Linked DNA regions of Mus musculus: region 1 is linked to region 2. A link is a contact called in public HiChIP or PLAC-seq data. All regions are on one chromosome and are shown on one strand. Each heading gives the region's core, a stretch centred on a gene start, on an enhancer-like site or on the middle of the called end of the contact. The rest is flanking DNA. Distances are from core to core; before and after follow the strand shown. Region 1 has its middle 120 kb from the start of Mdfic. Region 2 holds the start of Mdfic (MyoD family inhibitor domain containing).

Evidence for each region. HiChIP or PLAC-seq counts read pairs in DNA pulled down with a chosen protein or histone mark.
Region 1: a contact with region 2 is called in an H3K4me3 HiChIP or PLAC-seq map of bone marrow-derived macrophages, with 4 times the contacts expected there. The contact joins the enhancer-like site here to the promoter of Mdfic in region 2. A contact is called at or near these places in 1 of 15 datasets of contacts at CTCF or cohesin (the NIH/3T3 cell line), 8 of 484 Hi-C or Micro-C datasets (B cells, bone marrow-derived dendritic cells, bone marrow-derived macrophages and 4 more), 3 of 115 datasets of contacts at active chromatin or transcription factors (bone marrow-derived dendritic cells, bone marrow-derived macrophages and microglia) and 3 of 9 other capture datasets (adipose tissue, liver and pancreatic islet).

Annotation. Positions count from the first base shown.
Region 1 is chr6:15,838,900-15,844,481 of GRCm38.p6, reverse strand. No RefSeq gene overlaps it. Among named protein-coding and RNA genes, the nearest start is that of Mdfic, 120 kb to the right of the region's middle. Within about 2 kb of position 2,766, at least 73 of the 459 cell types and tissues checked have an H3K27ac peak or open chromatin away from gene starts, as enhancers often do. A contact at or near this core is called in B cells, adipose tissue, bone marrow-derived dendritic cells and 4 more, where this site is marked.
Region 2 is chr6:15,717,714-15,723,398 of GRCm38.p6, reverse strand. Mdfic (MyoD family inhibitor domain containing) reads right to left here and starts at 2,738. Exons shown (of 5, transcript NM_175088.5): 1 at 2,436-2,738; 2 at 2,035-2,212. The coding sequence starts at 2,128.

The DNA of each region.
Region 1 (5,582 bases), core at 1,517-4,016, 120 kb before region 2:
CCTATGTAGTCTGTACATCTCTGTCTGTATAGTCCAGACTGTCCTGTCTGTCTGTAGACCAGGTTGACTAGGTTAGCTTGAAGTGACATATTCCCTCTCTAGAATTGGGTAGGCTGATCTTAAACTGATGAGAATATGAATAGAATTCATCAAATGAAATTTGGAGCTTCTGGTTGCAGATACTGAAAAAGTAAATGAAAAGAAAAGAAAAAAGAAAAGAAGGGAAGGGAAGGGAAGGGAAGGGGAGGGGAGGGGAGGGGAGGGGAGGGGAGGGGAGGGGAGGGGAGAGGAGAGGAGAGGAGAGGAGAGGAGAGGAGAAGAGAAGAGAAGAGAAGAGAAGAGAAGAGAAGAGAAGAGAAGAGAAGAGAAGAGAAGAGAAGAGAAGAGGAAAAAAAAGAAAAAGCAAATGGTACATAACTGCTACAACATTGTCTGTGTGTGTGTGTGTGTCTGTGTGTGTGTGTGTTGTCCTTAATTTTGACAAGATGAACTTGATTATCTATGTTATTGGAGGGATTTTTCTTAAGAATAGTGCTTTGCAATACTTGAAAAATCAACTCTAAAACATAAATTTTGACTTTTTAATGAAGTTAAATACTGGTGTAAAGAAAAATATCATAATGTAGACAGTGGCCATGGCTGTGTGAGTTTATGAATAAACTTAAACTCTCTGAAGTAACATTTTAAAAGATGAATTTTATGATTTTAAAATGTTTTCATTGAGATATGGTTATATCATTTTCCCCCCTCTCCATTTCCTTCCTACAGCTTACCCTCCCAGGTACCCTTCCTTCAAGACCTGCCATCTTCTCTACTCTTTTTTAAAGATATTTTCTTTATTAGCATTTCAAATGTTATCCCCTTTCCTGAAAACCCCCTAACCCCCTCCCCCTGCTCACCAACCCACCCACTCCTGCTTCCCGGCCCTGGCATTCCCCTACACTGGGTGTAGACCGTTCACCATTTCCTTGCTACAGCCCCTCCCAGGTACCCTTCCGTTAAGCTCTGCCATCTTCTTTACTCTTGATGGCCTCAGTTGCTTTCATTATTGTTATTGCATATATATCAACCTTTAGTTTTATCAACATTACTTTTAACCTGATGTCCTTCATTTTAACTTATTGGCATCTGTCTAGCTTTTTATCATTCATGTTTCAAGTTTCCTGTAGGTTTATATCTTTTCTTTTAATTATGGTAAAACAAAATAATGAGAAGGTTTAAGAACAGCTATGCAGTGGACTGATCCCTGGTTGTATCTAAGCATCTTATTTATTCCAATTCTGTTGCTGAAAAGTTTCCAAGTACCATGTGACACAGACATACCAATGAACAACAGTTTCATTAACCTCAGATCGAAGAATGAATGTTTTATGCAAAAGATAGGAAGGTGACATTCTTATAAAGGGACATTTAAAAGTCTCAACTTAATGCCATTTATAGCCAATAATTTAAGGTTGTGGTTTGGGTTTATTCTTTGTTTTGTTTTGTTTTGGTTTGGTTTGGTTTGGTTTGGTCCGGTTTGGTTTTTCCACAATAGAAGAGAGATTTTCAAGTGAGACTAATAGGTAAAATCAGCATACCCAGTTTCTTCACTGAAAAAATGCAATATGAATGAAGGACAGATTATTTATGGAGAAACACATTGTGTTGTGTCTTAGTTAGGGTTTTACTGCTATGAACGGACACCATGACCAAGGCAAGTCTTATAAAAAAAAATTTAATTGGGGCTGGCTTACAGGTTCAGAGATTCAGTCCATTATCATCAATGAGGGAGCATGGCAGCATCCAGGCAGGCATGGCGCAGGTAGAGCTGAGAGTTCTACATCTTCATCCAAAGGCTGCTAGTGGAAGACTGAGTTCCAGGTACCTAGGGTGAGAGTATTAAGCCCACACCCACAGTGACACACTACTCCAACCAGGTCACACCTATTCCAACAAGGTCACACCTCCAAATGGTGACACTCCCTGGTCCAAGAATATACAAACCATCACAAGTTGTATCATGTTCGGTCTTCTAAACTAGTGTTCTGTTCTGCTATATTTGTCTGTGCTTGTAATGACACACCTTTAACTCATAGGTGCTAAGCACTCTGTAGCTGTTCTACAGAAAATAAAAAATCCTTTAATATTTAAATTGGCTGGAGCTAGAGAGATGGCTCAGTGGTTAAGGTACCAGAGTTCAATTCCCAGCCACCACATGGTGGATCATAACCATCTGTAATAGGATCCGATGCCCTCTTCTGGTGTGTCTGAGGAGAGTGACAGTGCACAGTGTACTCTCATATATAAAATAAATTTAAAAAATTAAAAAAAAAAGAGTAGCCACCATTAGCTGAGAATAGACACAATGGACTGAAGTCATTAGTAATTACTTTAGGCAGCCACTGACTGATGCAACAGCGTTGCTCTCTGTACGTCCAGAGCAGCTTGTGTTGTCATGAGAATAAGCACCAGGAAAGGCAGAATGCCAGGTGCTTTCTGAGTAACTCTCATGTGGCTCTCATGGGACTTTTTTAAAAAACTCATTTCTCTTTAAACTATATCGGCAAAAGCCATCAATTCATCAGAGTTGGACTTCTGTATCCTCAAAGCTTGTAATGCCAACATTTCCATCTTCTAAATGTAAGTAATTTTACAAGTGTTTGTTCCAATGTAGTCAAGAAAAAAAAAAAAAAAAAAAAAAAGCCTGTTGGCCACAGCTGGCATTGATGGTGAGTAAATGGGGAAGTCCAAAGATGAAAAACCTTTCACTTCCCCATACAGTCTGACAAGAGCATAAAGGAGGTTAATTTGCAAAGCAGCATGACATTGACCCTAATGGTGCTTCAGTGCATTAATCTTATGCCTAAGTGGCAGACTGGGAAAACCTTGTCTCCTGCACCTCAGAAGAGCAGTACAGACACAAACATGAAGCAAACTTCTGAAACCGCATCTAGTGATCTATGGGGCTGTTAAGAACAGATCTGATCAAACCGGACATTCTGGGTTCAAGTCCTGGCCCTCCTGTAAAGTGAATCTGTACTCTTGTGTAGTTTCTTCTTTCTAAACACCACTTTCTGCCTGTGTAGACTGGTCTATTGTTGAACCTCCCTCTCGGTCTCAGGAACTTATTAGGAAGGTTGAATGATTCAGGTATCCAGAGCTCTTTCAAACGTGGTTGCGGTAAAATAAGGACTGTACTTTTGCATTTCTATTTCCTATTCATCTTTGTATCATTCTTTTGTGTTTAAGTAGAGTCTCTAAACATAGTTCAAGCTGACCTGGAAATTAGAATTCTCCTGCCTCAGTTTCTGGAGTGTCAGGATTCTGTATGGATCACCGTGCCCAGCAAACATTTCATTTATAGTAAGATTACCATTTTGGACCATTAAGCTACAATCCATATTGTCTGGATATTAACAAGAGGGAAGCCTAGACCATGAAGGAGATCTGAACCAAAATAGCAAATCCATTCCAGGACTTCTGTCAACACAGTTGTACCTTTGTCTTCAGAGAAATGTGTCAGAAAGAGCAGGGGCAGTAGTTCATTGCTTTCTCATTATCTATGGGCTCGTAGCTTCTTATCCCACATAGCTAGAGTGGTGAACCCAAAGTCCTGAGTGACCAATCAGGTTGAGTAGGCAAGCATAGCTTCCTGATCCAAACAGGATCAGTGTACATTTATATGGGGTTCTCAGATTACCTATCCCAAGGCTGACCTCTTCTAATTTCTTGTTTCCTAAGACCCAAAACTCTTCCGCTTTCTTTCCTCACTCATCATCCTTCACTCTGCACTCTAGCTTCGAAGTGGCAGAGCCAATCTGGAAAACATGTCTGGTTTACTTGCACAGTGCATTGAACAATTTGCCTAGGATTGTTATAGTTCTGATGACCATGCAATTCTGCAATGGCATCCATGACTCTGCTAAGAAAATATACAAGAAGAATGCAGTGGAGTTTTGTAAACTTCTCTCTATAGACATTCTTGTCTGTTCCAAAAATAGGGGACTCTAATGAACTTTAAAATCTACATGTCATGTTTAGTCCTCAAAATCAAATCAAGCAAGGTAGCCAAAGGATTAAAAGGGTTGACGCATTACCAGTAAGGTGTTAAGTTCTATACATAACAATTGCTGCTTTATCATCATCTTCTTCGTCATCATGATTCAAAAGAGCTAGAAGAACAAAGGCATTTTCTGCCAAGAATTTTTCAATAACCTTAAAGGAATCTTGTCTTCAGACGAGTTTGATACACTATAATCTTGACATACACCGTTGGAACTCATGGTGAATGGAAGAACTTCAGCAAAGTTTTCCTGCTTGTGTGAAAAGAAGAAAGAAAAAAAAACCATCACCACCTGCTCTGTCCTGAGTCTCTCAGATTCCTTTCTACGTTTCCTTTGATTGTTTGCTTTCTCCTTGGCTCAAGAAATTCCTCATTGGCAGCCTCTCACAGCTCCAGACTGACTTGGCACAGAATCTTGCCCCATACTTCTCAGTTTATTCTATTTTGACTTGGTAACAAATATTTCAAGTGTCCATTTCAGGAATAGTTTCCAAAGCATGCACTACCTTAACTCCGTGGGTTGTCTCCAGCCTTGCCTCTTGCAGTTCACAATGATCCTTAAAAGTCTACAGCTTATCCATTAAAACAGCTGTAGGAAAACCTAGCTGTACCTCTGTGCAGCTGCTACACCACCCACTGGAGCAAGGATCGATCACCAGCATAAGGATGGCGAAAGATGTACTGACTGAGAGTAATGGAGCCGACTCTTACCAATCCTCCAACTGGTTTGCATATTTCCATTAGAGTCTATTGCCCAGTATGACAAGGACATTATTTGAGTCTAATCATTGTTTGTTGTTCTCAGGTAGTTCCCAAAATGTACTATTTTTAACAACTTCTTCAAAATCTGGGTCCATCGAGTGAAAAACACATATACACAGAGTGAAAGAGAGAGAGGGAGGGAGAGAGAGAGAGAGAGAGAGAGAGAGAGAGAGAGAGAGAGAGAGAGAGAGAGAATACTTTGTCAGGGCTTTACACTCTGATATAATACATACCAATACAGCAGTAACAGACCCTTGAGTTATATATACTACTCTCTAGAGATATTCACTACATTTTTTATTGTTCTAGACTGAGACCAGAATCAACTAATGTGAAAACAATAACTCCTGAATTAAGGTAGCAAACTTGTTGGCAGTGGGTACATGAACAGACCATTACTAGATGCTTGATGCCATGAGTAGATAAAAATGCTGCTTTTCTGTATACATACAAATCCACAATAAAGTGTTTGTATGTGTGCATGCATGTGTGTGTGTCTCTTGCACTTATTAACTAAAAGAAATTGTGTCTTCTAGAAATGTCAGAAACTAACCCATTAATTCTCCCCAACATGGCTTCCTAAACATAACCTGAACAAGAATGGCTACAGTGGACATGCAAGTGGGAAAGCTCCTGAGACCTCAACCCCGGACAAACAACTACAGGATGCTGAAGGATGCTGAGAGTGGGAGGAATAGCCAATACCAAATGGTCACGCCTGGACACATATACATACAAGTGAAGTTTAATTTATATATTTAGAATAGTAACAAGT
Region 2 (5,685 bases), core at 1,489-3,988:
AGGTTCTAGAAAGGAGCCCAGAATCTGATTAGGAGGTTCAAACTAGATTTTAAAAATCCCTAAGATTACTTCCAATTTTTAAGAATTACACCTTGGGTTAACATAGTGAATAGTTCATCACAACATACTAAATGTGCTTTTACATATATTAGGTGCACATATAATAAGTGTGTTTAACACGGCAGAAGACATATCTCACATTCCTTTTTTTTCTTTTGCAAATATCTTCTGTAAATGTCCCTTAAATGTTATATTTTCCTTACTTAATTTAGTGTGTAGAATTTTAAAACTAAACTTTGATTAACTGAACACTAGTGTCCTACTATGCTCAGACACTATGTTTTGTTTCCCAGCGATAGGGTGAGCAGGTGGGACTATTGGAGGAAGGCAATGTTCAATTGCAAGAGGACATTGGTTTTCCATAGAGAGATATACACGTTGTATGCAGCTAGCGTTAACCTCAGGCCCTTTGAGATGTCTTCCTCCTTGTGCGCAGATCACCTGACACCAAGCAGCTTTGTACACAGGAGGTACCATGACAAGTTCTTCCAGGAGATTTTAACCATCCCTAGCGTTAACACTAGATTTTGTGCGTATTGGCTATTTCCAAATCCAATTTTTTTTTTTTTGGTTTTTTTTTTTTTTTTTTTTTTTTTTTTTTTTGGTTTTTCGAGACAGGGTTTCTCTGTATAGCCCTGGCTGTCCTGGAACTCACTTTGTAGACCAGGCTGGCCTCGAACTCAGAAATCCGCCTGCCTCTGCCTCCCAAGTGCTGGGATTAAAGGCGTGCACAACCACACCCGGCCCAATAGTTTTACCTGGAGTGTTTGCAGTTGATTTTTGGCGTAAGCATTGTTTACCAGGAGTGATTAATGACTGAAGTGGGAGTATAAAGAGCCTATCGACGAGTGGCTATGACTGTGGAGGGTGGGCGGGCATGGCTAATGGCAGGGAGATGACAATGTTGACAATGCAGTGTGTGTAAGACGGGCTGCTTCTGAGAAAACGTGTTTATCAATCTGGTTCTTCTCTACAGCTAATCACTTGGATTCTCTCTGTTTAGGAAAAGAAATGAGTCACTCTTCTAAATCGAAATGATAAACATAACATTTCAATTTACGCTTGGATGTTTTCTGCTACTATCTACTCTGGTTAGAACAGCAACTCCTTTCCTCCCCCCCCTCCCCACCCCCCACCCCCCGAATTAAAAAGAGAAGAAAGAAACTTAAGGCAGTATATATTTGGGTACTGGGAGACAAGATTTTAGACATGCTTAAAATCAAGAGTTTTGGAGAGCTGGAAAGTTATCTGGTGTCTGCCAGTCAGAACTGTCCTCATTGGAATTGTCCTTACTGGAAAAGGGAAGAGAAATGGTGAGAGTCTGGTTCTGCCACCAAAGAGCACCTGAAGTCTATTACCTTCAAAGAATTTTAAAATGTGGTTATGGAAGCTTCCCAGAAGCAAACGATTTTGTTTTCCCTTTGGAAGAACTCAAAAGAGTTAATTCATTCTTGGAACGTGTTTATTCCAAAACAAACGTTATTGAAAACATATGCACGAGCCATTCCAAAAGAAACTGGTCTCAGAAACCTGGATGCTTAACCTGGGGGTCAGAGTACCCCACAAGAACCAGAAAGATGAGGAGAGCCCACGCTAGCTCAGAGAGCAGAGACTGCCCTGCATGAGAAAAGAACATAAGAACTTAAGAGTACTAGACAAGGGTTGGAGACTTCACACCCCTCCTGAGTCCCAGGCCAAGAAGTGCTTAGGCAGAAGGTAGAAGCCATCTAGTCAACCAGTTTCTAGCAAGAAAAGGGAATAGAGGGGCCAGGGATCCCGCCCTCCTATCCGGTTGTTGATCTGGGGCAGTGATCCTCTGGCAGACTTGTTTAAGTAACATAAGTGTGCAAAAGTTCACAATTCCGAAGTTGAAGCCCATCCTCGCAGTTCCCCACTCCCACCACCACCACCACCCATCCCTAAGTGTGCAAGCACGTCCCAGAAACTCGCAACTCGCAAGTACTTGTTACTCACCGTGGGCCGGGGAGCCCAGCCGGCCGCCGCCCGCCTCGACCGGGCACTGCTGCTCCGCGGGCCCGGGAGCGAGGGCTTCACCCGCGCAGGACATGGGCCACGCTCCGAGCCAGAGCCGTCCCCGCGGGGTGCACGGACCCCAGCTGCTTAGGTGCTGGGTGCAGGAAACGGCCTGCCTCTGGCGGGAAAAGCAAAAGGGACAGCAGGATCAACTGTTTTTAGAGCACAGCACGCCGCAATGCCTGGGCCATTCCCTCCCCCTCCGCGTCCCTCCTCCAACTCCACCCCAGGGAAGTTAGGATTTGAAAGCAGCCTGGGGGGACGCTGCGAACGGGACGCGCGCGCTGGGAGGGGACGCGCGGGGACTCGGCGGCAGAGCGACCTAAGGGACCTCCACCTACCTTGGCATCCCCCCCGTGGGCTGTTCCGGGTCCCTTCCTCCCGCCACCGGTAGTCAGCGAGGCTCTGGCCGCGGCCCCATCACGCCCTGGCAGCCTGACCACGTCCCTCCGGCCCCGGGAGTGGCAGCGACAGTGGCAGCCGCCCGCGCTGACTCCGCGCACTCCGTCCCTTCCCTCCGGGCAGCCCCTCTCCTCCGGGAAGGACTTTAGGATCCACTTGTGCGTCTCTTTCACCCTCGCGCTGCCACTCCTACACTCTTCAAACACTTCTCTCTCTGTGGCTCCCTTTCATCATATCCGGATTGGGGTGGCCTCGAACTCTTGGCAGACAGCCCCGAGGTTGGGGGCGGCGCGACCTAGGTTTGGCCCTGAGCTCCCTTGCGAGGGAGCTGTCTGGGTCAGGAGGCCAGAGCTGGACAGGCCAGATGCAGGCTCCCTAGCCCAGGCCCACCAAGGTTAGGGAAAACAGGGAGGGAGCTAACCTTGGCAGCTCAAACATCTTCAACCTTTCTGGGAAAGTCCCCCTCAAACCACTTTCAATCCTGCCCTTCGATAGACTATTAAATAATCTTGAGGAATGCCCCAGGGAAGCGACCTTTGAAAACAGGGAAGGGTGTGTGTGTGTGTGTGTGTGTGTGTGTGTGTGTGTGTGTGTGTGTGTGATGAATGTACATGTGTGTTCAAACACACACACTGACTTTCCTGGTACTATGAAGACATAAATGTGTATTTAAAACCTTGTTCACAGGTCCCAAGTACTTGTCTAATCTCTTCATCTTTTTCTTTTTTATTACTTTACTTCTGTCAGACAGGATTCCTGATCTGGTTAAACCAGTTGCACAGAGCCACCCAGGAGTGCAAGGTGAACATTCTTGAGCACATCTGTCCTACCCCAGGCTGAGTGCCTCTCTGACCGTGTGACGTCTGCGGGAAGCTAAACTGTGCTCAGACGTAAAAGGTTCATTGTCGGTGGCTTTTTAAATGAAATGTTCTGACTGTGGCAGACTCTAAAGGGCCAAGAGCAAGTGTAACGGGCTGTTAAGAACTTTTATACATCTGGTTAATTTTTGTTCTTTGTTTGAGTGAAATGCAGAGTTCAGTGGAGGTGCATATCAAAACTGAAGAAACTTAATGGTTTCTCCTTCTCACTCACCCCCATCATTACTAATAATACATCAGGAATGTTTATCTTCAAAAAGTGACCATTCAAGTTCTTTTCAACTGACGGAAAAGGTCTATTTCTTACCTCTAAAGAAACAAGAACTTGATTTCAACTACTCCGAGAAATCAATCTTCAAAGGTTCTGAAGGCAGGTATTTGGATTCCATAGAAAATGGCATTTTTCTCGGTGACCTATAGCTAATAGATATGGCCCCGTTTTTAAATAAAATTTGTAGATTCATAGATGACATTGTAAAAAGTGCCTTAAGTCTCTTAAGAACGTGTCAAGAGTCTGGACTACATAGAACCTACTGTTGTGATCATAAAAAGAGAAAGAGCTATAAAGATATGTTCTAGCTGGTGGGGTGTGGGGAAGGGGGTGTCTTGGTGGGGCCCATGTCAAGCCATCCCTTCTTCCTGAGGGACCAGTCACAGGACTGTATAGTATAGAATAGAGTTTATTCAGGGCAGGGGGAGGGGAGTTAAGAGAATAGTAGAGGCAGAGAAAGGCAGAGAGAAGGAGAGAGTAGAGAAGTAGAGACCACATGGAGAGAGAGGGGAAAGGAATGGGGGTGGGGGAGCAAGGGAGCAATGAGCAAGAGAGGCAAGAGCACAAGAGAGGGAGGAGGAGACAATCAGCCCCTTTTATAGTGGGTCAGGCCTACCTGGCTAATGCCAGGTAACTGTGGGGGTGGAGTCCAGACAGAATACCAACACCTACCTCTTGGGACCAGGTCAGTTGTGGGGAAGGCTTGTCAGCATTAAAGAACACACAGGAAACTTGTGCTCTACAAAGCACAGCCTTTGCTTACAAGAGTCAGTGAGAAAGTTCTGCAAAGTTCTTCTTTGTCCCCTTACTGTTTATCTCCTTGTTCAGTTTGTTCATTCTGTCACAAGCACATGGTACCCTTGTGGAGGTCAGAGGATGGCCTCCAGTCCTTACCTTTCACCTTGTTTGAACAGGGTGCCCTTATTGTCCCTAGCTACACACACCAGGATAGCATGCAGACTTCTGAATTTACAGCTATTTACATGTCTCTAACACCCATCTCCCTGTAGGAACACCAGAATTATAAGGCTACACTTCTATCTCTCCCAACACACCTTCTCAGGCTTGCACACAAGCCATTCTCCCACAGAGCCATCTCCCCCAATAAATGTTTTTTCATCGAATTGCACACCATATTTCACTTTTACACATGACATAAGATACCTAACTTTTCTGATAAGATGAGCATAAAACATCCTCTTTCACTATGGTATGAATGTTGGACAGCCAGCCAGTTTCCCAAATGGGTGGAGTTCTGCAGGAGTGAGGGGTGGAGAGTGAGGTCAGGGAACTGGGATAAAGGAGAGAGACCTTCTCTGAGAATCTTAGTGTTACAGATCATTTGGGCAAAGGCCTTCTCTGAGTATCTTCAATGAAACAGCTCTTTTGCCAATCTTAGCTTGGGTGAATACCTCTATTGGGGTGGACCAAGGGTATATATGAACTTTGGAGAGTGGTAAGGCACTTTCCTGGTAAGTGAAAATCATTGGCTAAAGTTTTAAAGTTCTGTGAATAGCTCATTTCCATGGAGAGACATTCCAGGAATCCCCAGGTACTTGCTCGGTGGATTCTTATTGGGAAAAGAGCAAGAGGAAAAGAGGAAACTGAACTTGTAGGTCTGCCAAGGACTACTGGACGTTCCTTCCCCTAGGTAGAAGTTGTGGGGAATCAGGCTTCCCAGACAAGGTCAGAGAATTGGGAGTCCTCCATTTTGTGCTGAGCTCAGAGAAGCTATCTGGTCATAGTAGATAGACTTCAGCCTTAAACAGCAGGGTTTCTCCATATTCCACTGTTCCTTGGATTAAGTATAAGCGTCTTGCTCTAGCAAGGGAAGGAATAAAATTCAAGTAAAAATATTAGGAACCAACCAGGACACTGTGTTGTAGAGTCACCAAGTTGGTCAAAAGCTGCATCTTGCTCCCTGTTGACTTGGAGTACGTGAGTCAAATGCTCTGCGCTGCGGTTGCCTCACAAAGGGAAGACGAGTGAGCTTCTCTATGAGGACTTAATAAGGTTATATCCCGATAGCATTTGGAAAAG